Regions from separate parts of the Oryctolagus cuniculus genome. Here region 2 is linked to region 1. Evidence: chromatin contacts called from public Micro-C data. All regions are on one chromosome and are shown on one strand. Each heading gives the region's core, a stretch centred on a gene start, on an enhancer-like site or on the middle of the called end of the contact. The rest is flanking DNA. Distances are from core to core; before and after follow the strand shown. Region 1 holds the start of STX6 (syntaxin 6). Region 2 has its middle 8.0 kb from the start of IER5.

Region 1 (2,983 bases), core at 467-2,966:
TGTTTGCCACAGTGGGTAAGCTGCCCCGGGACACCTGCAATCCCTGGAGTGCCTGCCTCTGGGCCCAGCTCCTCCACGTCCCACAGATGCACACACCAGGAGGCAGCACCTGGGTCCCTGCCGCCCAGGGAGACTCAGGCGGAGTTCCAGGCACCCAGCTCAGCCTTGGCGGTAGGGGGGCATTTGGGGAGTGAGTCAGTGGATGGAAGATCTTGCTGTCTATCCAATAAAATGGAAATAAATATTTTAAGAACCTCACTTCTACTCCTAGAAGCTTTTCCATCCTAAGAATTGCTAAGGAGTTGCCTTTCTCTGGCCTTCCACCTGTTATCTGTACTTAGTTTAGGGGGTGATTTGTTGCCCAGGTTAGACCAGAAGGTCCTGAGCTGAGGCAATAATTTAGGCATCCCTGATTTCCACATCAGCACCTAATAGGTGCCACCAACACCGACACCACGTGGCTGGTGAGGCGCTGAGTCCTCTTCCGGCAGCACCTAGAGGACATGAGCTACGCCTGGGAAAAGTCAGACAAGCCCACGGCCCTGACGGACTGTGCTGACCCCCATCCAGGAAATGTCAACGCGGCATGGCAATCTAGGGTTTTCCTAAACTCCAGTAAAAGCCACCTGCAACGCTGGCATCCCACAGGGGCGCCACTTCTATCCCGGCTGTTCCACTTCCGACCCAGCTCCCTGCTGTGGCCTGGGAGAGCCGTAGATGAACCAAGTGCCTGGAACCCTGCACCCGCGTGGGAGACCCGGAAGAAGCTCCTGGCTTTGGCCTGGCACAGCCCAGCTGTTGTGGCCATCTGGGGAGTGAATGTCTGTCTGTCTGTCTGTCTGTCTCCCCCCCCCCCGTGTGTGTGTGTGTGTGTGTGTCTGTCTGTCTCCCTCCCTCCCTCCCTCTCTCTCTCTCTCCCTCTCCCTGTGTGTGTGTGTGTGTGTGTCTCCCTCTCTCTGTAACTCTACCTCTCACATACATAAATAAATCTTTTAAAAACGGCTCACTAGGAGCCGGGGCGCGGGTGTCCCCACGGAGCTTCCTGCCCACGCAGCCGGGACGCGGAGGGCCGCCCCTCACGGCAGAGACCCGCTGGGCTCCTGGCTGCAGCCCGGCCCGGCCTCTGCTCTGGGGGCATCCGAGGGGCCAGCCGGCGATGGACGCTCGCTCTGATGCTGCGCCTTTCAAATAAACCCAGATTTTTAAAAGCTGCGGCTCAGAACCACCTTGCTTCGGTGTGATACGCCGTGCGTCCGGAGTGTCCACCTGCACACGGCGTGGCGTCCGAGCCAGGCAGCAGCCGCGACCGACACCTGTCACCCCGCGGGAGGCGAGCGAGGGGCTGGCCGGGACCGCGTCGAGCCCCCGCCGAGCACCCCGCCGGCCGCACTCGCGCGCCGCTCCCTCCCGCAGCCCGGCGGCGCCCACCCGCCGCGCCTTGGCCACAGCGCCGACCACACTCACCCTTTCACCACAAAGAAGGGGTCCTCCATGGACATGGCGTCCGCCCGGCCGCCTCGCCCCTGCGCGCCCACCGGCTCCTGCAGCGGCCGTGCCCGGCCTGTGGCCCGAGCGGAGGCCGGGGCGAGGGCACCCGAGCTGGGTGCAGGCGAGGCCGGGGGCGCGTGGGGTGCGCCGGACGCCGCGGGCCCAGCTCTCGGCGGCGCCACCGGCAGAACCCGACTCAGCCACCGGCCTGACTCCGCCCACGGGCCCTCGGCCGCAGCCAATCGCGTCCGCAACCGCTCCCACGTGACAGGCCACGTCCCGCCTCTCACCGTCGGGGCCTGCGCACTGCGCCCCGGGGCCCGGCGGCAGAGCCCAGACGTGGGCGGGGCCCGGCGTGGTGGGGCGGGGCCCTGTATGGGCGGGGCCCGGCGTGGTGGGGACGGGGCCCTGTATGGGCGAGGCCCGGCGTGATGGGCGGGGCTCGGCGTGGTGGGGGCGGGCCTCTGCGGCCAGGCAGTCCGCGCCTGGGGGAAGATCACTGGTTCGGGCTCCGCGGGCTGCGTGCTCCGTACAGCCGTCTCACTTTCCCTGTGCCTCAGTGCTCGTCGGAGACCTGCTGTACAGCTGCTCGTACCTGCCATCGGCCTGCGCCGGCCCCGCAGCTGCCCTGGCGCGCGGCGCTCCTCGGGGCTGGACCCCCGGCGTGGGCAGCAGTGGGGTGGGCAGCCGATGGGCTTCTCCGGGGTCGCGCAGCGGTCACCCTGGCACCCCCAAGTGACCTGCCCAGGGTCACTTGTGCACTTGGCCTCTCGCTCCGAGCCGCTCTGAGCAGTAAATCAAGATGCATGTTAGACCGCAGAACCCCGAGGAGGCAGGGAGTGCGGCCGGCGCACAGCTGCTGCAGGAGTTGTGCAGGAGACCTGGGAGGGGTCCGCGTGTTCAGCAACCGCGTGGTCGTGGATGGACTCCCCTGTGGAGTTCAGAGCCCCTCCCCCCCACACACACACTTCTCACCTGTGCGGTCTTGGGCAGCGTGCTGTCTCCCCGTCCTGTTCTGGGTAGTGAAGTGGTCACCGCCTGCCTTCCCCACGCTCTCAGAAGCATCCCGTCCATGTGTGAGCAGTGCTGAGAGCCACCAGGCGTGGGCACGGGAGCAGGGGGCTGGTTCCTTGCCCCCAAGGCCCGCAGAGGGCAGGTGCACACAGGGCACGAAGCGAAGGCGGCGGCTGCCATAGACACAGGGGCTCTGTGTGCAAGCCGGGAGGGGCAGGCACAGGGGAAGCAGGCTGGGGTGTGGAGCCCCCCAAGTCTGGCTGGAGCAGGAGTAGGATGGCGGCCTGGGGCCATGCTAAGTACCTGGACACTCCCGAGGCCATGGGGACTGGGGCATCCGCAGGGCAGGATGGGCGTCTGACAGGTGCTGCGGGCCCTGTCCTGAGCCAGGCTTGGGCCGACCAGCAGAAGATGCGAGCGTCAGCCGGCATGGTGATGGCATGGTGATGGCGGCCTCCCCTGGCTGCCGTCCACTGTGCTT
Region 2 (2,881 bases), core at 344-2,843, 43 kb after region 1:
ATCCTTCGCCTGCGGCGCCGGCACACCGGGTTTTAGTCCCGGTTGGGGCACCGGATTCTGTCCCGGTTGCCCCTCTTCCAGCCCAGCTCTCTGCTGTGGCCCGGGAGTGCAGTGGAGGATGGCCCAAGTGCTTGGGCCCTGCACCCCATGGGAGACCAGGAGAAGCACCTGGCTCTGGGCTTTGGATCAATGCGGTGCGGTGCGGTACGCTGGCCACAGCAGCCATTGGAGGGTGAACCAACAGCAAAAGGAAGACCTTTCTCTCTGTCTCTCTCTCTCTCACTGTCCACTCTGCCTGTAAAAAAAAAAAAAAAAAAATCTGGCATTTTAGCATGCGTTATGAGCAAGACAGGATTTGGCATCCTTGCCGCAGAAAATGCACACGTGTGCTCACTGCTCTCTCTCTGTCACGCACACACACCGCCTCTTATTTGGAAAGCCAGTTATGAATGACGGTGGTTTCGTGGTGAGAAATTTTCTCCGCCCTCCCTCCCTGCCACATCTGCCGCTTTCGGTACTGTGCCAGGTTAGTCTGAGGCTGGCGGCAGGTTGGGGCTTGTCTAGCACGGGGGCCCTGGGTGCTGCGAGGACAAGGAAGAAGCTGGGCAGTCGGGTAAGGAGATGAAAGTAAGAGTGGGCAGGAGACACAGATGGCTGTGATGGTTTAAAGGGAAACAAGATAAAGTAACTCCAGACTCAGACCAGGAGGAATGTGAGACTAGGAAAACGGAGTGGACCCTAACCCTAGCTTGTGCCCCTGTCAGGTGGAGAGAGTTGTTGGGAACATGGGGAGGAGCAGCTCTGCGTGGTGTTGGGGTCCTCTCACCCCGAAGTTGTGAGAGTGCAAAGCAACACCACCCCTGTGCCTTTTCACGGTGTTCTGCGAGAAGGGGATGCCCAGACCACCCCAGGACACAGCTCGACTGGAGCCCAAAGCTTCCTCTGGCCTTTTTTGCTTTCTGTCCTGAATAGCTGCAGCTGTTTCTAAAAACAGACAGCTCCATCTTGTTTCTCCTGCAGCCACCGGCGCCTTCATCTGGTGCCTTCTGACTTTTGGTTGACTATGCGGGCCCAGCCCGGGAGCCAGGGCTGCACAGCCTGGCCTAGCCTGGCCTGGCCTGGCCCCGCCCTCCCCCCCGCCCCCTCTGCCAGCACAGCCTGGCCCGGCCCCCTCCCCGCGCTGCCAGCACAGCCTGGCCTGGCCCCGCCCTCCCCCCCGCCCCCTCTGCCAGCACAGCCTGGCCCGGCCCCCTCCCCGCGCTGCCAGCACAGCCTGGCCTGGCCCCGCCCTCCCCCCCGCCCCCTCTGCCAGCACAGCCTGGCCCGGCCCCCTCCCCGCGCTGCCAGCACAGCCTGGCCCGGCCCCCTCCCCGCGCTGCCAGCACAGCCTGGCCCGGCCCCCTCCCCGCGCTGCCAGCACAAGTGCTGTAGGAGCGGTGCCGCTCCACTGTGGTCACTTCCGCTGTTGTTTTCCAGGTCCCACCGTCACCATCTTCATTTTTACTGTAAACGCGTTCCTTCAGTCTGTTCTCTGCCCCAACACTTCACTTCCTCCAACCTCAGCTGTGACAAGAAAACACTCAGCCGCATACGGCTCCAGTGATGTCAGCAGCCTCTGACTCAGAAGCCTCTGTGACTTCCTGCTGTCTCTGCACTCTGCTGAGCCGGGCACCAGGTTCCGTGTCCAGAGGCGGGTGAGCAGCTGGTCATCATCGCTCCACTTGAGACCGGACGCGGGGATATTTACGAGGGGTGCCTAACCCGGGAAGGGTGTTAGGGGAGGGTGATGGGAAGAGGGCGCTGTTTCCGTGCTGAGCCCCAAGCCGTGCTGGAGTGGGCCAAGTGGGCAGTAAGGGAGGAACCATTCCAGGTAGCTGAAGCCGCTGTGCGAAGGCCCTGGGGCCAGAGAGCAGGGGTCGCTGGATGACAAGTGCTTCCCTCTGGTGGAGAATGAGTATAACTAAGGGGGATCATCCCGGCTGGGGGTGCTGTGTTGGGGGGGAGCTGAGGAAGGCTTTTAAGATCCATCACTGGCTAAAAAACAGACAACTGAGTGAGAGAAGAAAAACTGGAGGCAAGGAGAAGCAGCGGCCAGCCAGCGGGCAGGAAGTGGCCCCACGGTGGCGCCTCTGAGGCATCTGTTGTGGTCGCCTTTTGTTGTGATTTATGTGCATATTTTTTTTTTAATTTTATTTATTTGAAAGGCAGAGTTAGAGAGAGAAGGAGGAGGAGGAGGAGAGAGAGAGAGTCTTCCATCTGCTGGTTTACTCCCCAAACGACCTCAACGGCCAGGGCTGGGCCAGCCTGCAGCCTGGAGCTTCTTCCAGGTCTCCCGTGTGGGTGCAGGGCCCAAGCACCTGGGTCATGTCTGCTGCTTTCTCAGGCCATCAGCAGGGAGCTGGATGGGAAGTGGAGCAGCTGGGACTTGAACCCCATATGGGATGCTGGCGTCACAGGCAGCAGCTTAACTGGGGATGCCACAGCACCAACCCCTTGTGTGCATATTAGTAACTTTCCTAAAATTCCTTACTTCCCCATCCTGACCAAGTTGTACTCTGTTTAGATAAGTGCTGGATATTAATCTCAACTCCGTGGAAGCTTTTGCATGGCAGATCTGCCCTGGTCTCCAGAGCGGGTGGGGCGGGGCCGGTTCAGAGCAGCAGGTGGGACCCCACACTTCCTGCAGCCCAGCTGGGCTTCCTGTGATTTCTGAGAAACAAACTTGAGTTACCCCTCCTCCCCACGGAGGACAGAGGACCCTCTGACGCCCTACCCTTCTCACAATACGGTCACCCTGGGAAAATGGCTGCTGCTGGGATCAGCCACGCTTGCCCAGCAGCTGAAGGCACAGGCGGTGCACGGGCCTCCAGGAGCCGGGGGG

What was found. Hi-C and Micro-C count contacts between places; a contact is called where the count stands out from the background.
Region 2: a Micro-C map of ear pinna shows a contact between it and region 1, with 4 times the contacts expected there. The contact joins the enhancer-like site here to the promoter of STX6 in region 1. A contact is called at or near these places in 2 of 6 Hi-C or Micro-C datasets (ear pinna and skin fibroblasts).

The regions. Positions count from the first base shown.
Region 1 is chr13:104,660-107,642 of mOryCun1.1, forward strand. STX6 (syntaxin 6) reads right to left here and starts at 1,717. Exons shown (of 8, transcript XM_051841021.2): 1 at 1,465-1,717. The coding sequence starts at 1,499.
Region 2 is chr13:147,823-150,703 of mOryCun1.1, forward strand. No RefSeq gene overlaps it. Among named protein-coding and RNA genes, the nearest start is that of IER5, 8.0 kb to the left of the region's middle. Within about 2 kb of position 1,594, at least 5 of the 8 cell types and tissues checked have an H3K27ac peak or open chromatin away from gene starts, as enhancers often do. A contact at or near this core is called in ear pinna, where this site is marked.